2 separate regions of the Ovis aries genome follow, and region 1 is linked to region 2. A link is a contact called in public Hi-C data. All regions are on one chromosome and are shown on one strand. The core of a region is the stretch at or near the end of the contact, and the rest is flanking DNA. Distances in the headings are between cores, read along the strand shown.

Region 1 (6,146 bases), core at 1,440-3,939, 190 kb after region 2:
AAAGTCAAGAACTAACAAGGGCTGGTGAGGATGTGGATAAAAGGGAACCTTGCACACTGTTGGTGGAAATAGAAGTTGGTGCAGTCACTATGGAAACCAGGCTTCCCAGGTGGTGCTGGTGGTAAAAAACGTACTTGCCAACGTAGGAGATACTCGAGGCCCAGATTCAACTCCTGGGTGGGGAGGAGCCCCTGGAGGAGGGCACGGCAACCCACCCCGATATTTTTGCCTAGAGAGTCCCATGGACAGAGGGGCCTGGTGGGCTACAGTCCCTGGGGTCGGAAAGAGTCAGGCAAGATCGAGCACACGTGCAGGCACTGTTTGCTTGAGAGCTGCTGAGAGAGACGGTCTCTAAAGCCCTTATGATTAAAACAGAGTTAGCTGCGAAGTGACGGATATGCTAACTGGCCTAGCTGTGGTAGACGCTTCACAGTACGTTTATCCGATCACCCTGTTGGACATCTTAAACTTGCCTCATGTTATAAGTCAGTGGCATCATAATAAAAGCGGAAAAAATTTTAGACTCAGATTTGCATAAAATATTATTTAGCTCCAGAAATAAAATAAATGACAAGCGAAACAGAGACTCACACAGGTGGAGTTCGGCCTTCCGGTCATGACCTTGTGTCTCCCACTGTAAGTAACTGAACTGGAGGTCTGGGTTTCTATCTCAGTCTCTGGGAAGTCTGCATATGGTTGGTCTGTCTTCAGTACATAATCTGATACGATCTCACGCTCTTATAGCGTTGAAGGAAAACTCTGAGCCCCGAGAAGTCCCCACCCCTGTCCGTACAGTGAATGTGGCGCCACAGGTAGGTCTCGTGGCCGCAGCCCAGCTGGCCTTCCTTCTGCTGCACGGAGCACCTTCAGCCTGCACCGCTGTCCGGACTCGCGGCAGAAGTAGAATGCTTTCTACTTCGTCTGTTTCCTGCTATAATGCTTCAACACCAGACTCAATGTTTTCCTGTTAGGTTCTTGAAAAAAAGGCACAGGGCAGCTCTCAGATTGTAATTTTCCACCTCTTTCCCAACTCCTAATTGTCAAGCCAAACACTTCCACAAGCTTGCAGCAAAAACAAATGAAAAAAAAAAATCCTACTTGATCCAAAAAGTGCTAACAATGGAACTTGAATAGAGATAAATTTGGGTTCATTTGAATCTATAGGCCATCCCAGGATTCTCTGCACTTTACCTTTTCTGGTAATGTAGGCAATTTAGAGAACATTTCTGGGTAAGTGCCTGCACTTTGATCCCCATAAAGGCTCCTAATATTTTAGAAATTCACTCTGACCGCTGCAGGCTTAGGTGGGGCGCGGGAGCTAGCAGATTTGGTTCTGAGCAGTCTTGGGAAGTACAGCCTGACGCTCGGTCATCCAGGAGAGGGTCGCATTACGCACACAGTTCAAGGCTACGGATCCTGACGCAGTTCAGCCACGGGATGGTGTCCCGGAGAAACAGTGTGCCTATTCTTCCCTCCCTAGGTCAGCATAAGAAGTCTAATGGACCCAGCCATTCTCAGATCTTTCATTTTTAGACTGCATTATGGTTTGAAAATGTTTTCATACAGATGGTGGCAACTGATCCTCAAAATATCCCAGAAAGGCAGGCAGGTCAGATATTGCTAAGCATTATTTATTGATAAGAACACAAGGTTGTCTGACTTTATCAAGGTTTCCAGGGTTATTATGGGCTTTCCTGGTGGCTCAGAAGGTAAAGAATCCGCCTGCAATGCAGGAGACCCGGGTTCGATCCCTTGGTTGGGAAGATCCCCTGGAGAAGGGAATGGCAACCCACTCTAGTACTCTTGCCTGGAGAATCCATGGACAGAGGAGCCTGGCAGGCTATAGTCCATGGGGTGGCAAAAGAGTCAGTCTCATCTTCACGACTTCACTTTCACTTTCAAGGTTATTATAACTCAGGTTTTCTGAGTCAAATTTCAGCATTTTTCTTGAGTCTCTGGAGAATCATACTCTATACAAAACTCTGTCAACAGTCTGTTGAGGCCATCAGCTTTTAAACCTGATTCACATGACTCTCTCACCTTTCACCATAATATTATGTCAATATTCCAATAATTTCAGGAACAACTATTGACTAATCCATAAATAACCTGTGTTAGACACTTTTATGGAATTGAAAAAATTTCATAGGACCTGGTTTCCAATTTCAAGGAATGGGTGATTTGGATTTGAAGGAAAAGGATTACGTGAAGCTACCCAAAAAGAGAGGCCAAGCTAAGAATAGGTCTCATAGCACGAATCGACCCGGAGCTAAGCACTTTACATGTATTATCTGATTTACTCATCGGAACAACTTTCCAAGGCGACTGTGATTATCCACCCGACAACCGAGGAAGCTATTACGTAACTTGCCCAAGGTCACAGCTGGCAGATGTCAGAGCTGGTGTTAGCTGTATTCCTGCCAGATGCCAAAGTCCTGTGCCATCCTGACTTCCCAAACACACAGGAGCCCATCTTCATGAGGACTGAACACTTCATTGTCCAGGAAAATGTGAAAGATGAGCAACCAGAAGAGAAGGGCAAGGCCAGGGAAGTGAGTGCTGAGTTGGAACTTGAAAGTGGAGGGCAGGTTGGTGCAGACCCAGCGGCAGTGAGGAGGGCCCAGGTGGGTTGGGAAAGCGTGCGCAGCGGGTGGGCGATCGGTCAGAACCATGGCACCGTCTCCCTCAGAGGTCAGATGGCCTACCCTGCTGGAGAGCTGTGGCTTAGCACAGCCTGTTCTCAGAGCTGGATTTACAACTGTGCCTCTTTGTTCTAAAGGGGAATTTGTGGCTTTTGCCAAGTGCTTTGGCTTCCTGAGTTCAGGTACTCCCTGAAGTGGATGAAAAGCTAGATTTTGCAATATCTGTGAAAGAAGAGTGAAGAGTGGGTTGAGCCATGCCGTTGCTTGGGGGACAGTGAAGGAGCATGTAAGAAGCCTCTGGAAGGTCTTAGGCATGCTTTGCATGCATACAAAACCAGGCTTTGCATAGGTTCTCACAAACAGGTTCTTCAAATTGTTTACCTACCAAAATTACAGCCCACAGATGTACTTTGCAAAGCTAGAGCTCCATATGGTAGACTCCAATTTCTCTGTTATTCTTTGTATTCTGAAGCTTCAGTTATTGCTGGGAGGTGCTGTCAGGAGCTCTGGGAAAACTTAGTCTGAGTCAGCCTTGTGAGCTATGGATGTCCCTAAGGTGTGGGACCTATTTGCCTGGAGGACCCTGTCTGCCTCAACCATTCCCAAAGGATTCCTCTAAGACATGGGGTGACTGTAGGGTGGTGGAGCTTGCTGGGCTTTTAGCAAAGTCTGCCCTTAAGAGTCATGGCTTCTCACGAGGAAACACGGTGCTGCTGGAGATGCTGGACTCGGCCTGAGGGTTCACACCAGCTTGGGGAGGCTCAGGGTTATATTAATACAGCCTGTTCCTCCAACTCACAGAAGAGACGGGACTTAGGGAGAGGAGAGTGATAGTTTTCATTCTGTTGCTTAACTCTTTAGAAAGAGTATGTCCAAATCTGCCACCAGAGCCCCTTCCCATCTACTTACAGGGGCACTTGGAACCAGGACTCTCAGAATCAGATGCGACTGAATGAATGGCTGGTGTCAGAAATCAGATGGAGATTGTGTTGAACAGGAGTCCATATGTGTGGTGGCCCAGGGCATGGAGAGCTAGAATCTTTGAGGAAATGGTGGTTTTGTTGCTAAGTCGTGTCCGACTCTTGCAGCCCCATGGACTGCGGCTCACGCGGCTCCTCTGTTCATGGGTTTTCCAGGCTGGAATACTGGAGTGGGTTGCCCTTCCCAACCCAGGGACTGAATCCAGCTCTCCTGCACTGCAGGCAGATTCTCTGCTGACCGAGCCCCCAGGGAAGCCCCTTGGGGTTCTGGGATACTGGAAGTTTCCAATACTGGAAGGACATAAGTTTCGGATACTGGCAGGACATAAACCGAAGCCTTCACATGAAAAATAAGCAAAACAGGCACAGTATATATTTCCCAAATCTTCTCAGTTCCACTCACAATAAAAATTAGAACAATAGATCATTGTCTTTTTACCTCTTAGGTTGGCAAAGATTTAAGACATTTGATAACAGTACATCTTGAAGAAGACGTAGGATAGAACTCACTTTCTCTATCCATGGTTTATAACTTGAAACAAACTTTTTGCAGAACTTGTCAGCACTTTCTATGACTTTGACCCAGCTCTTTTGTTTTTGGGATTTTCTTTGACAGATATACTCACACAAATGTACAAAGGTACTGTATATTTTATAATAGTAAAAAGCTGGAGACAGTTTAAAAAGCCATGAATAGGGAATACCATGCAAACATTTTTAAGGCTGTCAAAATAATATTAAGTCAAAAGAGACACACTTCCAGTTATAAGATAAATAAATCCTAAGGATATACAGTATAGTGTGTTGTTTGTTTGAAAGTTGCCAAGAGAGTAGACCTTAAAAGTTATCCTCATAAAAAAACAAATCTGTAACTATATGTAGTGATAAATATTCACTAAATTTGTGATAATACACATTTCACATATCAAATCAGTATGTTGCATACCCTAAGTGAATACAATGTTATATGTAAATTATATCTCAATAAAAATAATAATATTAAATCAAAAAATCAAATAATAGAATAATAAGTGTAGTATGAGCCTTTTTGTATGAAACAGCGGCAGAGCATATGTATCCATATGTCTGTCTATATCTTTACGTATGTCTACGTATGTTTCTCCATGCATGGAACATACCTGGAAAGATGCATGTGTGATGGTTAACGACTGCCATTGGTAATGACAGGGAGACCAACGTGTGAAGGGACATTTTGAATTTTGATTTACTGACTTATATATGGTTTGAGTGTTTTTAATGAATGCTTATTTCTCTCAAAATTAAACAACATTTCTAAACAAATGTATAAAGGATAAAATAGACAATAGCTCTATAGTAGGAAGATCAAGTGCTATCAGCATAAAGCCCAACGCATGGAAAATGCTAGTGATAATAATATTACAATAAAATTAACAGCACACACTTAGGTAGCTCTTCTTTGTTCCAGACACTGTTTAGCACTGAGCAACTCATTTAAGCCCTAGAATGATGAAGTAGTTCCCATTTAGATCACCACTTGAGTGAGGAGGAAGTGCGGCATAAAGAGGCTAACCCCCTCTAGGGCGCACAGTGAGTAACAGGCTGAGCAGAAATGGGTGAGTCCTGAGTGTCTGCTTTGACCTCCATTCTAATCTGTATCTCTAGGTGCGATGGAAGGCCACAGAGTTCAAGGCTGAGCTGAGAGCTGATCGGGGCCCTGACAAGAGGGAGCCAGGAAGTCACTGTACAGTCTCGGAGGCGCCCCTGATCACCATTACCAGCCTCTGGGTACTTGGCGGTACATGAGTTGAATTGCCTCAGAAAGTCAGAGATTCAATATTTCTGCCCCTATGAGTTTGGCTAACTTGACAACAGTCTCAGATTTGGGGAGTGGGGTTGTGTACGATGGTAACAAAATAATGTGGTTGCTTAAGCAAGATAAATATTCACCCTTTCCCCACGTATGAAAAATCCAGAGGCAGTCCAGAGAAAATTTGTTGGCCAAATGAAGTTAGGGACCGACACTCCTCCCAGCTCTCCACCCACCATCCCTTCATAGACCTGATCGCAGTGGCTGCTGGAGTGCCAGCCGCAGTGTCTCCATCTCAAGGAGGAGGCGACGACAAGGGGGCGGGGGGTGGGCGCCGGATACCTGAGGGTGCTTCTTGAAACCTGCTAAATAACAGTTCTCCTTGTAGATGGTTGTCCAGAATGCAGTCTTTTATTCACAGCTGGCTGTAAGAAAGCTAGGAAAATTCATCTTTTTTCTAGACAGTCATCTGCCTGGGGGACGGTTTTGGGTTCTATTAGTAAGGCAGAAGGAGAGAATGGATTTTAGAATAAGTTACTAGCAGTTCTGTCCAAAACAATCCATTTCTGAGTGTTAAGGTTGGAGTCTCATCATTATAGCATCAATATACCAAACGTCATTCTGCCTGTGACTTTGAGCCATTGAACAAGGGGCGTTTTGAGGACACGGGGCTAGAGGGGCAGGTTGGCAAGGGGTGCTGAGCAGGTGTGATAGACTTTAAGAGAGAACAGAAGT
Region 2 (6,275 bases), core at 1,646-4,145:
GCTGAATTTTCTTGATAATGCTAACCAGTGCACTGAAGAAATTAATGCTGGATGTTATTAGTTTTATCCATCACTAAGCTTGGAAGTAATTAAACCTTGGTTCACAGACACTCTGAGCCCCTCGTTGATCAGTTACCAGAGAGCGGGAACAAGAGAGGCAGAAAAATCAGAAGCCATCAAATAGCAACTAGAAGCTGTGGGGGAAAGTCAAACAGGAAACTGGAGCTATTGTTTTAGATTATTTCTGAATATTTGTAGAGTCTTTCTTTTTTTTTTTTTTAACACTTCCTATTACAGTCTCTGGACCTTCCCTGATGACTCAATGGGCTAAGAATCTGCCTGCAATGCAGGAGAAGCAGGAGATACATCCCTGGGTCAGGAAGATCCCCTGGAGGAGGAAACGGCAACCCACTCCAGTGTCCTTGCCTGGGAAATCCCGTGGTCAGAGGAGCCTGTCGGGCTGCATCTGTGGGGTCGCAAAGAGTCGGACATGACTGAGCATGCACATGTCACAGTCTCTGCAGAAAATCAAATCAGAGAAAGATGAGCCACCTTTGGACCTAAGGGGATAGGGTGCTGAATTGCAGAGCCACCAGGGAGGCAGTGCCAGACAGGCAATTAACTTCCCTGAATTCTCGTGTTGTTTGTTTGTTTTCCTATTTATTAGTGGGGTTGTTTTGTTCTTACCTGGAAGACATCTACTTTAAGATTAGCTCACATATCATCTTTGTAGAGCCTTCCAGGTGTCCTTCCAAACAGTGAATCACCAGATTTCCATATCATGGTGTCTGTAGTTAACTGATAAAATTTAACTCTAGCACTGGGCAGAATGCACTGAAGGAAAGTGATCAGGCTACGTCTATGTCATGTTTCCATCTTGTATAGCCATCACAAAGTAAAATTAATCCTACTAATAATAGTGTGTTAAAGTGTTAGTCGCTCAGCCGTGTCTGACTCTTTGTGACACTGAAGATTACAGCCCACCATGGAATTCCAGGTCCATGAGATTCTGCAGGCAAGAATATTGGAACTGGTAGCCATTCCCTTCTCCAGAGGATCTTCCCGACCCAGAGATTGAACCTGTGTCTCCTGCCTTGGCAGGTAGGTTCTTTACCACTTTGCCACTGGGAAGCCCTACCGATCCCCGAGGTGATGGAATTAGGACATCCGAGACTTTGGCAGGTGATTCCATGAGCAGGGCAGAGGCCTCCTAAATGGGCTTTTACCTCCTATGAAAGTGACTCCTCGGAGATCCCTCCCCACTTCTGTCGAGTGAAAATACAAGAAGTTTGGATCTGAAAGAGGGCCTCAAACTGGCACCCTCATCTTGGACTTACAGCCTCCAGACGTGAGAAGAATGTCTGTTGCTCACAGGCAGCCTGTGAGTGGTATTCAGTTTAGCTGCTTGGATGGACTAGGACAGATGCTGTGGCAAGCGTTGTGCTTACGTGATATCATTTCATGTCCACAAAGCCTTTGCAAGGTTGTTATTATACCCCTTTCACAGACAAGACTGGGGCTTAGAAACGTGGGAGTGGGCTTGTCCAGGTCACGCAGCTGGAAGGTCAGCACAGCGGGAAGTCCTACCCCAGAGTCCACCAGATGAGTCTCCTTACGAAACTTGAAACACTGCACCACTGCTGCTTGCACACCAGACACCCAGTGACGGCCAGTAAGCGAATGCAACACTTATCGACACTGACACAAGACAGGCACGTGACATTCTTTGTGTCTGGGTCTGTAAAGATGGAGCGTTACAATGGTGAGACAGATTTAGCGACCTCTATGTCAACACAGTCACAGGGCTTCTTTACATCAAGGCCTCGCAGAGCTTCCAACATAGGTAAAATACAGCCTTCTGGGGCTTCCCAGGTGGCACTAGTGGTAAAGAACCTGCCCGCCAGTGCAGGAGACGCAAGAGACACAGGTCTGATCCCTGGGTCGAGAAGCTCCCCTGGAGGAAGGTGTGGCAGCCCACTCCAGGGTTCTTGCCTGGAGAATCCCATGGACAGAGGGGCCTGGTGGGCTACGGTCCATGGGGTCTCAAAGAGTTGGACTGAAGCGACTTCACACACACACACACACACACACACACACACAGCCTTGTTTTCAAAGTTGTTTGGTCATGGATCCCATTACTTCTTCTTTATCTGTTACATTACCTCTTTTAAACTGTATTAACAGTTTGGAAAGCAATGTCATGAAAAAAAAATTCATAATAATAGCTGGCACATGTATGGAGCTCTGTGGTTTACAAAGCACACTCACAGGCACCACCATCACCGTTTGCAGGGCTGCATGCGAGAGTTGAGAGAGGCCATCAGAGGTTTCCCCAGGAAGCAAGAACTGGGCGGAGCCGGGTGCGCGGACGGAGCCGGGTGCGCGGACGGAGCCGGGTGAGTGGGTGTGCGGACAGGGCAGGGTGCATGGACTGAGCAGGAGGGGAGAAGGCCTCCAGGGCTCGGTGTCCACTGCTGACCCGTGCCATCATAGCAGGCAGTCTCCTTTCCTACAGAACCTTACTGCTCAGGGGCAGCAGGGCCTTAAGTGAAAGGTCGTTCACCTTTCTTTGCCTCAGTTTCCTCATCTGTAAAGTGAGGCAGTTGGAACAAACTTAAGAGAGGTGCCGTGGCCAAAGTCAGACACTGCCTTCCGTAGCGTGGCTGGCTTTGTAATTGATTTTATCAGCACCTTAACCAGTTCAACCTGTGTGCCGTGAACTAGGAGCCAGTGACAGTGGTGGGCACTCCGCCTGCAATAAAAACTTAGGCGTGATTCCTCTTCCAGCATATTCCGTCTCCCAGAATGCGCTGGTGGAAATGTTTGTGTGCAACTGTGCTCTAAGGCCAGAGCACCATGCCCTTTTGTACCTCTGACCTGTCGTCTCCTGAAAAAACACACAAAAGCCAGATAACACAGCACTGCCCCGAAATGTCACAGTGTCCTTGTGGCCTGTGCCTCGTGACCATGCCCGAAGGTCTTAAATCCGCTCTTACTCAACAGCAGGGTTGGAAGTCAGCTTCCCTTTGGTAATAAAAGCTATTACCCGACTCTTTAAACATTTCAACTTTCCTCCCTATTTCACAGTTTATAAAGCACCTCTCTGATGTGGAAAGATTTTTTACTTAAAAGGAGATTAAGATAGCATGCCTTTCCACCTCTTGATGGCTTATTACTTCCCAGAAGCTAAGAATCAGTGCTTCTGCAACACAGCTTTGCTAATTGCTCACGTCTGTTATGATGTCAGTGCCCTGGGCATCTTGCTGCCCCCCTTCCAGCTCCATCCCATGGGGAGTCTGGTGTTAGCACGGCCAGAGCCAGAGCCTGGGCTAACACGCACCCCACACAACTCATGAGCTGCACATTCGTATCGGAGCCAAGAATCAGCGCGATGGATCCAGCACCGTGCTGGAACCCGGGTCAGCGTCTCAGCCGAGGGCTCCTCGACGCGGAGGTCAGCAGCTCGGTGTTGACCCCACAGCCCACACCCAGCACGTCACGCTCCACATGGCCACCGGGGAGGACGGCAGACGTGGGCCTAGTTAAAACCTGACGGGAGGAGAAACTTCGCCTTGCAGGACCCACGAGGCTTCACGGTTACTGATCTGCCCCTCCACTCACGTGAAACGTCTGCCGCGTTTATCTCCAAAATAAGAGAGCCCTGAACGGCCAAGGGCTAGTCTCATATTTCCGGGAGTCAGACACCACGCATTAGGGGTCTGAGAGAAAGTCTGAAGCCTGTCTCTTTAAATGTGGATGTTATTTCTGTAACATTTGCTGGTTTAAATCCAGGGAGGTAACATGACTGAAGCAGCCATTCTCTCCCCTCCCCTCCTTCCCTCCATCTCCCCTCCCTGCTTCCTGACTCCTTCCTTCCTTCCCACCAACTTCTTCCTTAAACGGACGCAGTAATAAAGAGCCCTTTAAAGCTCTCCTTCCCAGGTCGGGGCCTCTCAAGTCGTCCCTCATAATACCATTTGGCACAAAACACTGCTCACACACCTCCTATCACCTTCTCCCGGAGGACGACAAACCCCAGCAGGGCAGAGAAATTACTTCCGAAAAGAAAGGCTTCCTCAGGTCTCCAAATCCGTCATGGCCCACAGTAATTACTGACTAGGACATTCTGGGTAGGGCTGCCTTGCTCTTACCAACAGTTTTCCTTTCTTTAAGAGTGGAACAAGGAAATACAGGCTCCCAGCAACTGGCATTTTAGAGATGATTACCTGACCCTATATGGGTATTTCAAGCTAGCTTGATTTTTGTAGGTCTGGTTTGAAAAGAGAAAAAAAAAAAAAGGAAACAAATTCAACACTTCATGTTTAAGATTACAGAGCATGCAACGCTCACATTTTCATAAAACCACTTAGAAATGAAAGGTCAAATGAATCATCCCAACCCCGAGACTCAGCTTTCTCATCAGCACGATTCAAAAAGCGGCCCTTGCTTTCAGCGATCGCACCTGTTCTGGGCGGCATCCGCGTGAGCACTTTGCGCCACGACCGCCGCGAGGCACACAGCATCCCCGCGGCGCCCGTGTGCTTCCTGAAAACGGCCGCGGTTCCTGCAGACCGAGGAGGCGGCCGCCTCTGACCGGGCGCACGGGCTGGTGCTCACTCGTCAGGAGGACGGCCCTCAGCTCTGCTCTAGCGTTAGACGGACTAGAACCAGCCAGTTCCTGGGAGCGTCAAAGGAAATGAAGACGGAACCGCTAGGAAGCAATGCAGGTGTGGTCTGAATGTTCGCATCTCCCCAAAGCTCCTTTGTTGAAAACTAACGGACAAGGCGATGGTATTACGAGGTGCGGCTTCTGGGAAGTGATCAGGTCGTGAGCACATGGGACCCACATGAATGGGATCAGTGCCCAACAAAAGATCTTCCAGAGGGACCCTGCCTTCTTGGCCCTCCCCCGTCTGAAGACAAGAAGACTGCAGTCCAGAAGGGGTCCTGGCCTGCCCGTGCCGGCACCTGGGTCTGAGCGTCCAGCCTCCAGACCTGTGAGAAGCACATTTCTGTTGCGCATAAGCTACCCAGCCTATATTGTGTGTTCAGTCCTGTCCGACTCTCGGCAAGCCCGTGGACTGCAGCCCGCTAGGCGCCTCTGTTCGTGGAATTTTCCAGATAGGATGCTGGGGTGGGCTGCCATTTTCCACTCCAGGGGCCCTGCCCAACCCGCGTATCAGACCCGCACCTCCCGCAGCCCCTGCACGGGCAGGCGCACTCTTTCCCGCCGCGCCAGCTGGGAAACCCAGGCTCTGGCGCGTTGTCACAGCAGCCCAAAGAAGCCACGGCGACTGTCGGTTACATATAACTCAGGGGTTCTTGGAGTCGGGAACCTGAAGGAGGGCTTTTCTGTGGGAGACAACGCTGGAGTGCTCACTTCTAAATCTATTTTGGTGCAATGCCTAAAGCCCCAGACAAAAAGCAGTATTGTCACTGTTCTCAAACTTAAAAAAAAGGTAGTCCTGAGCTTACAGATCTCTATATCCTGGGTGAAGATGGAACTGACATGGAAAACTCCCTAAGCCTGGTGGTTGGGTGGGACAGAGCCCCTGGCCCAGCGAGGGCCGGCAGGCTCTCTAGCAACACTGCTGAGTTACTTTCCGTGGGAACTTATAGCATTCAGCTTCCTCAGGCATTTTGGATGTGGCGCCCCTAGTGGTCAGGCTTAACCGGCACAACAACACGGCCCATCGCCAAGTGCTGTCCTCATGGACTGAAGCGCGCCAGGCTCCTCTGACCTTCACTACCTCTTGGCATTTGCTCACATTTATGGCGACTGAGTACCTTGATTCAAGGACCTACCATTCCAGGTTCCTGTGCAATACTGCTCTTTACAGCATCGGGCTTTACTTTTACCACCAGACACCTCTACGACTGAGCACCATTTTCGCTTCTTCCTGACGCTATTAGTAATTGCCCTATGCTCTTCCTCAGTGGGTTTCCTTGGGGGCTCAGACGGTAAATAATTTGCCTGTAATGCAGGAGACCGAGGTCCCATCCTTGAGCTGAGAAGATCCCCTGGAGAAGGTATTCTGGCCTGGAGAATTCCATGGACAGAGGAGCCTGGTGGGCTACAGCCCATGGGGTCGCAAAGAGTTGGACACGACTGAGCGATTAACATACTTCCCCAGTAGCATATTTGGACACCTTCTGATCTGGGGGGCTCATTTACTGGTGTCATACCTTTTTGCCTTTTCATGCTGTCTACGGGGTTCTCCAGGCAAGAATACTGGAGTGGGTTGCCATTCCCTCCTCCAGGGGGCCACATTTTG

What was found. A called contact is a pair of places that touch in the nucleus more often than the background predicts.
Region 1: a contact with region 2 is called in a Hi-C map of liver, with 2.9 times the contacts expected there. The contact joins two enhancer-like sites. A contact is called at or near these places in 2 of 16 Hi-C or Micro-C datasets (liver and mixed tissues).

The regions. Positions count from the first base shown.
Region 1 is chr9:95,042,377-95,048,522 of ARS-UI_Ramb_v3.0, forward strand. No RefSeq gene overlaps it. Among named protein-coding and RNA genes, the nearest start is that of SNTB1, 12 kb to the left of the region's middle. Within about 2 kb of position 2,690, at least 4 of the 54 cell types and tissues checked have an H3K27ac peak or open chromatin away from gene starts, as enhancers often do. A contact at or near this core is called in liver, where this site is marked.
Region 2 is chr9:94,848,421-94,854,695 of ARS-UI_Ramb_v3.0, forward strand. All of the region lies in intron 3 of SNTB1 (syntrophin beta 1), which reads right to left. Among named protein-coding and RNA genes, the nearest start is that of MTBP, 130 kb to the left of the region's middle. Within about 2 kb of position 2,896, at least 10 of the 54 cell types and tissues checked have an H3K27ac peak or open chromatin away from gene starts, as enhancers often do. A contact at or near this core is called in liver, where this site is marked.